2 separate regions of the Mus musculus genome follow, and region 2 is linked to region 1. The links are chromatin contacts, called in public promoter capture Hi-C maps. All regions are on one chromosome and are shown on one strand. Each heading gives the region's core, a stretch centred on a gene start, on an enhancer-like site or on the middle of the called end of the contact. The rest is flanking DNA. Distances are from core to core; before and after follow the strand shown.

Region 1 (3,033 bases), core at 244-2,743:
GCAGTGGCAAAAGGAGCCAAAGATCAGCGCCCTAAAAATATCTGGAGTCTGCTATGGCTGGAGGCAGGGTGGTAGCTTGGGCTCCAAAGGCTCTGGCAGCCCATGGGCCTAGCCCGAAGGAAGGGTGGGCATCAGTGCTGTTAATAGCAGAATAGACCTAAGAATGAATCGCGCACCGACTTCCTTGTTATTTCAGTCTCCAGCTATGGCTCCTTCCTAATACCTGGTTTAAGGTTATAGTGTTTCATAATTCACTGTGGGATTTCCATGTCTTTGCTCTTGGTTTCTGGAATGTTTTTCTTCAGTGATGGAGAAAGGGACTGTTTTAGTGCCCAGGCCTGGTGTATGTCTATTTTTATAATGTGTTCTGTGGCTGCCTTGGTTTAGAAGCAATTTTCTTGAGTAATTGGCCGTTTTCCTGACTAATGTTCTGTCTAAGCAAATGTTAGGTTGGAGCCCCTGCTTCCCAGAGTGTTTGGGCCGCCTGCTTGCCCGGGCCACCTTGTTCACAAAGCCGGCTTTTATACCCAGGCCTGCTAGCTGAGCAGCCTTTGTGCTCTCCTGCTCATAATGTTTTTATTTCTGCGTGCAGTGTTTGAGGGAGTGTCTGGAGAGTTGGTCGGATTTCATTTACTACATGGAGGGGAGAAGAGGAGAGTAAAATGAATTTTCCTTTGCCTTGGGGGTGAAGGCTGGGGGAGGAAAAGTGACTCACTTAAGTATAACTTTGTATTCTATTTTTTATCTGTCAAGTTGTTACTGCTTTAAGTGGCCACTTACGCCCACTGTCTTTACAGTGCTGCACAGTAAGGAGGGGGCTCAGCAAGCACGTGACGTGTTCAGCAAGGCTTTGTGTTCAGTACCTGCTGGTAAATAAAGAGTTCTAGTTGCCAAGGTACTTTTCTCACAAGGGCCTGTCACTGCTCCAAGACTTTCGAAAACACCTTTAAATCAAATTCAAGCTGAATGCTTGTCCGTGTGTGTGTGTGTGTGTGTGTGTGTGTGTGTGTGTGTGTGTGTGTTAGTTACAGTTCTCTTCCTGTCTGCTGAGCAGTTGCATGCTTTCAGTAAACCTAGGCAGTGAGGTGAGGCTGCGCCTCCCAACACTTGTAACCACAGTGCACACAAGTCTGCTGTACCAGCCTAGTAAGTGCTTATAAAATCCAATGTAGCTGAATATTTTAAAGACCCTCTGGGCTTAGGTGTCTAGATACAAATTAGCCACCTGAACATGGGTCAGGGCCAGTGCTTAGATTGAAGTACACCGTAAACCAATAGGCTTTAGTGAATAAACTAAAGGGAACTGTGAGAAAGAGACAGAGACAGAGACAGAGACAGAGGAGGAGGGAGAGGGAGAGGGGATAGGTGACAGAAGACGGATAGATCAATCAATCGATAGATCAATAAATGGATCGGTCTATCTTTTGGTAACAGGTACAAGTTGGCCGGGAGTAGGTTTATGTAACCTAAGCACTAAGAGAGAAGTGAACCAGGCGTGTGGTGCGCATCTTTAATCCCACCGCTACTGGGGCAAAGGGCGGCTAAGGTGATGCTGTGAGACCATATCTCAAAATTAAACTATCCACCCAGAGTTTCTCACGTACTAGCTGAGAGCTCTAACACTGAGCTATACCCTCGCTCAATTGTGTATGTATTTTAACAACAGGAATGTTGATAACACATTTAACACTTCTGCCTTGAATCTGCCCGTTCAAACATGTAAGTAACAGAGCAAGTTATGTTTATTGGAAAAGCTAAGGTTGACAGGGATAATTTTTAAAAGATAGGATCTTTTCGTTCTTTGAGACTGTCACACATGCACACAATGTACTTTGGTCCTGTTCACTCCTCTCCTCCCACCAACTCTACCAGATCCACCCCATCTCCCCACACTTCCAGCTTCAGGTTTTGTTTTTAGCAATCCACTGTTTACAATTTTCTGTTCACATCTTCCTGGGTGTGGGGCTGTGCACTGGAGCATGGGTGACCTACCAGTAGCCACACCTGCAGAGAAAACTGACTCAGCCAGGGATGGGGGTTCACAAGTCTCCCCATTCCCATGCAGAAATGCTTTGTGCAGGTGACCCCAGCTACCGTGAGTTTGTGAGTATAGGGTCCCGTTGTGTTCAGAAAATATTTCTCTGATCCTTCCTGACTTACAACAGGGGAATAGTTGAATGAATATAATTTCAGTATGTAATTCAATAACAGATCCAAGGTGACTGGGAGTCATTTTATATAAAACAGTGAGTGGTGTAGTGCACTTGCACGTTCATATTATTGTGCATTATAAATGCTTCCTGCCACTGATCCCAGCACTCTGGGGGCCGAGCAGGAAATGGCCGGGCATTCCAGACTAGGCTGGCTACAGAGTGATCTCCTGGGCACCCCCACATCCCTTCAAGTCATTCCATGTCCAAACAAGTCTGCCTCTGGCTTTATAAATTCTTATTTATATATTCTTCTTATTTAATAGGAATTCTATTTGCCATTTCCCAGTTGTTGGACCTTGTAGATGGCCTCTTTGACTATGCTATCGGGTATTGCCCTTGAGCTAGGTTACAGGTAGGTGTGGGAAGGTTTGCACCTTTCCTCGTCCTTTTGAGACGGTGTCTTACTGTTGGCTGCAGCTCTCCTGGATGCAGATTATAGCCCGTACCACCATCTCTAGCTACTTTATGCATTTTGCCAAAATTTCAAAGTCTGTACCAGTTTGTATTTCCACGAACTGCAGGTGTTCATTTCCATATTTTCTTAGGCCAAAAGTATTATTTTTAATTTTAATATAATTAATTTTCAGCTGTGTATACTATACTGCTTTTTTGTTTGTGTTTTGAATAGCTTCTTAGAGATAGAGATGGAGTGCTAAGCAGCCCTCCTAGCTTCTAGACAGATGACTTTCTGCTGCTCTGCTGCTGCCCCCCAGTGGTTGGTCTCGGTGTGCTGAACTTCACAACTTCGTTCCTTTCATTTTGGAACCTCCTAGTTAGTACCTGTGTCTTTTTTTCATTGGTCATACCTTATGATGATAAA
Region 2 (3,033 bases), core at 172-2,671, 110 kb before region 1:
AAATGTGTGAGGTTTAAGACAGCTCGTTTTTAGCCTGCGTTGTATAAACTTTGTATAAAGATGAGCACATTTCAGCCTCTCTGAGTCCCTCACCCTGAGTGAGTGTCTTAATCTAATGCTCACTGTTCCAGCTTACTTGTCTTTCCCTGTGGACTTTACAAGGGTTTAGAGCTAGAAAGCTTTTTGGAGTTCTCACAATTATTTTAGAGAAATACATTTTTCATTTAGATTATATTACCTAGGCAGAAGGAGTTAACTGTTGAATAGGCCACAGTTGGAACTTTTAGTTACCTTTTTATTCATCTGCACAGGTGCCAGGCTCCTGCTCTGACACACACCTTGTACACATGTGTACAAGATAGATAGATAACTGCATTCCAGAGACGGCCGTTGTGGGGAACAGAGACCTGTTGTGTATTCTTGTGCACTTGGGGACCACTGCTTTAGCCAGACAGTTGAACTGTGGGCAGTTTATAGTCTGTTTTATGTCCATTGAAGCTTAAGATTGGTTTGAGCTATGTGGAAATGACCTTAGTGTTGAAATTTGAGAGTTAGAAAAGACCTTACCAGTTGTCAGGTTCTTTGGTTGAGTGACTTAGTCAAGGTTAGTTAGTTAAAGAGTTTAAAGCGTCCCTTCCCAGTTACACAGTGAGACTTGCCAAATTGCTACCTCCGACGACTAGGGAGGAAGGTGAAGGGTGGAATGAAGAAGTTCTTTGGCTTCTCTACTAGGTACTGTGATCAGAAATGCTATGTTGGAGTCTCTGGATACATAGGATTGTGGTACTGCTGTGATGTAATAGAGTTCCTGGTTGTGTTTCCTATATATACCAGTTGTTAATTGGCCATCTTAGGATCTATTGTTGATAATGTGCTAATGATCTAAGAGTAAGGAAAGAAAAGAGGGGGAATTTGGAAGTCAGTCATTGAGTACAGTTTACAGACCCGTCTGAGGGGCCTTGGAGGGACTTGAATTGCTCCTGATCTGGGCGCTGCATGGACTTGTCCTGAGTCGAGTGTCCTGCTACAGCCTGTCCTTTTAAGTCAGCGGGGTTGTGCTCTGTGGGTGCATCATGTATTCTCCTATTTCTGGTTATATAGTAACTTAACTTCACAGGTTATCTTTTGGGCAATCTGAGGTTAATAATTAATAGGACTCTTGAAGTGCTTTAAAGTTCCGGTTTTAGAATTGGTCTCTTGAATTTCCAACGAGGACAATTTGTTCTTTGAATTATTAAAAACGCTATTAACATAACAGTAAGTAAAGGGAAAAAATGTCATTTAGAAAAATAAAGAAACAGATGTTACTTACTATAATGCTTTTTCTTGAGTGGAAGGATAAAGTGTATGCTATAATAGTGTCAAAGACTTAATGAGACACTAAGTCACGGTGACCCTCCCATGTGTTTATTCACTCTGTTTAACAGAATACATAATGTTGGCTCCATGTGATGGCACGCCTCACCCCTAGCCCCTGAACAGTTTCTCTGTAGCCCTGGCTGTGTTGGGACTCTGTTGTGGATTAGGCTGGTTTTAGAGATCCCTCTGCCTCTGCATCCTAAGTCCTGGGATTATAAAGTTGTGCTCCACCACTGCCCAGCTAAGGGTGTAGTTCTTTTTTTTTTTTTTTTTGAGACAGGGTTTCTCTGTGTAGCCCTGGCTGTCCTGGAACTCACTCTGTAGACCAGGCTGGCCTCGAACTCAGAAATCCGCCTGCCTCTGCCTCCCAAGTGCTGGGATTAAAGGCCTGTGCCACCACGCCTGGCAAGGGTGTAGTTCTTAATTCCAGTATTACATAGCCAGTTTGAGGCCAGATCTTCTCTCAAGATAAATAAAAGCGATGTTGTAGTTTAGTTATTTTATTTATTCTGTAGATATACACCAATTATCTTGTAGGGATAACCACTTCATTTTCTTCTTAAAATCAAGCCACTTTGGGCCTCTTAGATTGTGTGTGTGCACGTGAGCCTTTTGTTTGTTTGGTTTTGATTTTAGTTCTATAAAAGTCTTTTTATGTAATCGAGACAGGCAGTCCTGTTTTAGCCTCCTATGTGTTGGGATTTTTTTTTTTGGTTTTTTTTTGGTTTTTCGAGACAGGGTGTCTCTGTGTAGCCCTGGCTGTCCTGGAACTCACTTTGTAGACCAGGCTGGCCTTGAACTCAGAAATCCGCCTACCTCTGCTTCCCCAGTGCTGGGATTAAAGGCGTACGCCACCACGCCCGGCTTTGTGTTGGGATTTTTAAAATGACTTGTGTTCAGTGGTAGGCATATACACGCTGTGCAGGTGTGTATAGGCCAGAAGAGGACTCACCTCGAGCTGAAGTTGCAGGTGGCTCTATGAGCTCCTCAGGCAGGTGCTGCAAACCAAATTAAATCCTCTGTCAGAGCAGCAGTGCTCGTGACCACTGAGTCACTCCAGCCCCTTACTTTATGATCTCTGGGACTTCAGGTGTTAGGCATTCTCTGCCCAGTTCAGTAGTTTGTCCAGGTAACTTCAGCAGATGGAGTCATTAACTGCAAGAATGAGCTCAGGGATGCAGGGCTTGCTGTGAGGTTATGCAGTAGGTTCCTCAGTGCTAGATCCAGTTCTTGGGGATCATCGTGGTAGTCTATGATAGAATTTATAGTATGAAATAATAATAACTGTTTTCTAATCAAATAGTTTATCAAAGTTTACTAGTCATATAAAACAAGAGTCTCAAGGATTGTTTCTTAGATGGGGCCTTTTTTTTTTTTTTTAAGATTTAGTTATCTGTATGCGTACACTATACAAATGGCTGTGAACCTTCATGTGGTTCTTGGGAATTGAATTTTAGGTTGCCTGCTCACTCCCACCCATAGATTTATTGTTATACATAAGTACACTGTAGCTGTCTTCAGACACACTAGAAGAGGGCATCAGATCCCATTACAGATGGTTGTGAGCCACCATGTGGTTGCTGGGATTTGAATTCAGGATCTTTGGAAGAGCAGTCAGTGCTCTTAACTGCTAAGCCATCTCGCAAGCCCTAGATGGGCCTTTTCAAATGTCTT

Evidence for each region. Capture Hi-C pulls out chosen DNA fragments and counts their contacts.
Region 2: a contact with region 1 is called in a promoter capture Hi-C map of liver. The contact joins two enhancer-like sites. A contact is called at or near these places in 2 of 39 promoter capture datasets (the C10 cell line and embryonic stem cells), 1 of 15 datasets of contacts at CTCF or cohesin (the NIH/3T3 cell line), 100 of 484 Hi-C or Micro-C datasets (2-cell-like embryonic stem cells, the 3T3-L1 cell line, 3T3-L1-derived adipocytes and 66 more), 17 of 115 datasets of contacts at active chromatin or transcription factors (the 230-238 cell line, CD4 single positive thymocytes, CD8 T cells and 12 more) and 3 of 9 other capture datasets (adipose tissue, liver and pancreatic islet).

The regions. Positions count from the first base shown.
Region 1 is chr4:135,219,716-135,222,748 of GRCm38.p6, reverse strand. All of the region lies in intron 4 of Clic4 (chloride intracellular channel 4 (mitochondrial)), which reads left to right. Among named protein-coding and RNA genes, the nearest start is that of Clic4, 52 kb to the left of the region's middle. Within about 2 kb of position 1,493, at least 17 of the 459 cell types and tissues checked have an H3K27ac peak or open chromatin away from gene starts, as enhancers often do. A contact at or near this core is called in alveolar type 2 cells and liver, where this site is marked.
Region 2 is chr4:135,333,924-135,336,956 of GRCm38.p6, reverse strand. The region is part of intron 9 of Srrm1 (serine/arginine repetitive matrix 1); the gene reads left to right. Among named protein-coding and RNA genes, the nearest start is that of Srrm1, 18 kb to the left of the region's middle. Within about 2 kb of position 1,421, at least 21 of the 459 cell types and tissues checked have an H3K27ac peak or open chromatin away from gene starts, as enhancers often do. A contact at or near this core is called in alveolar type 2 cells and liver, where this site is marked.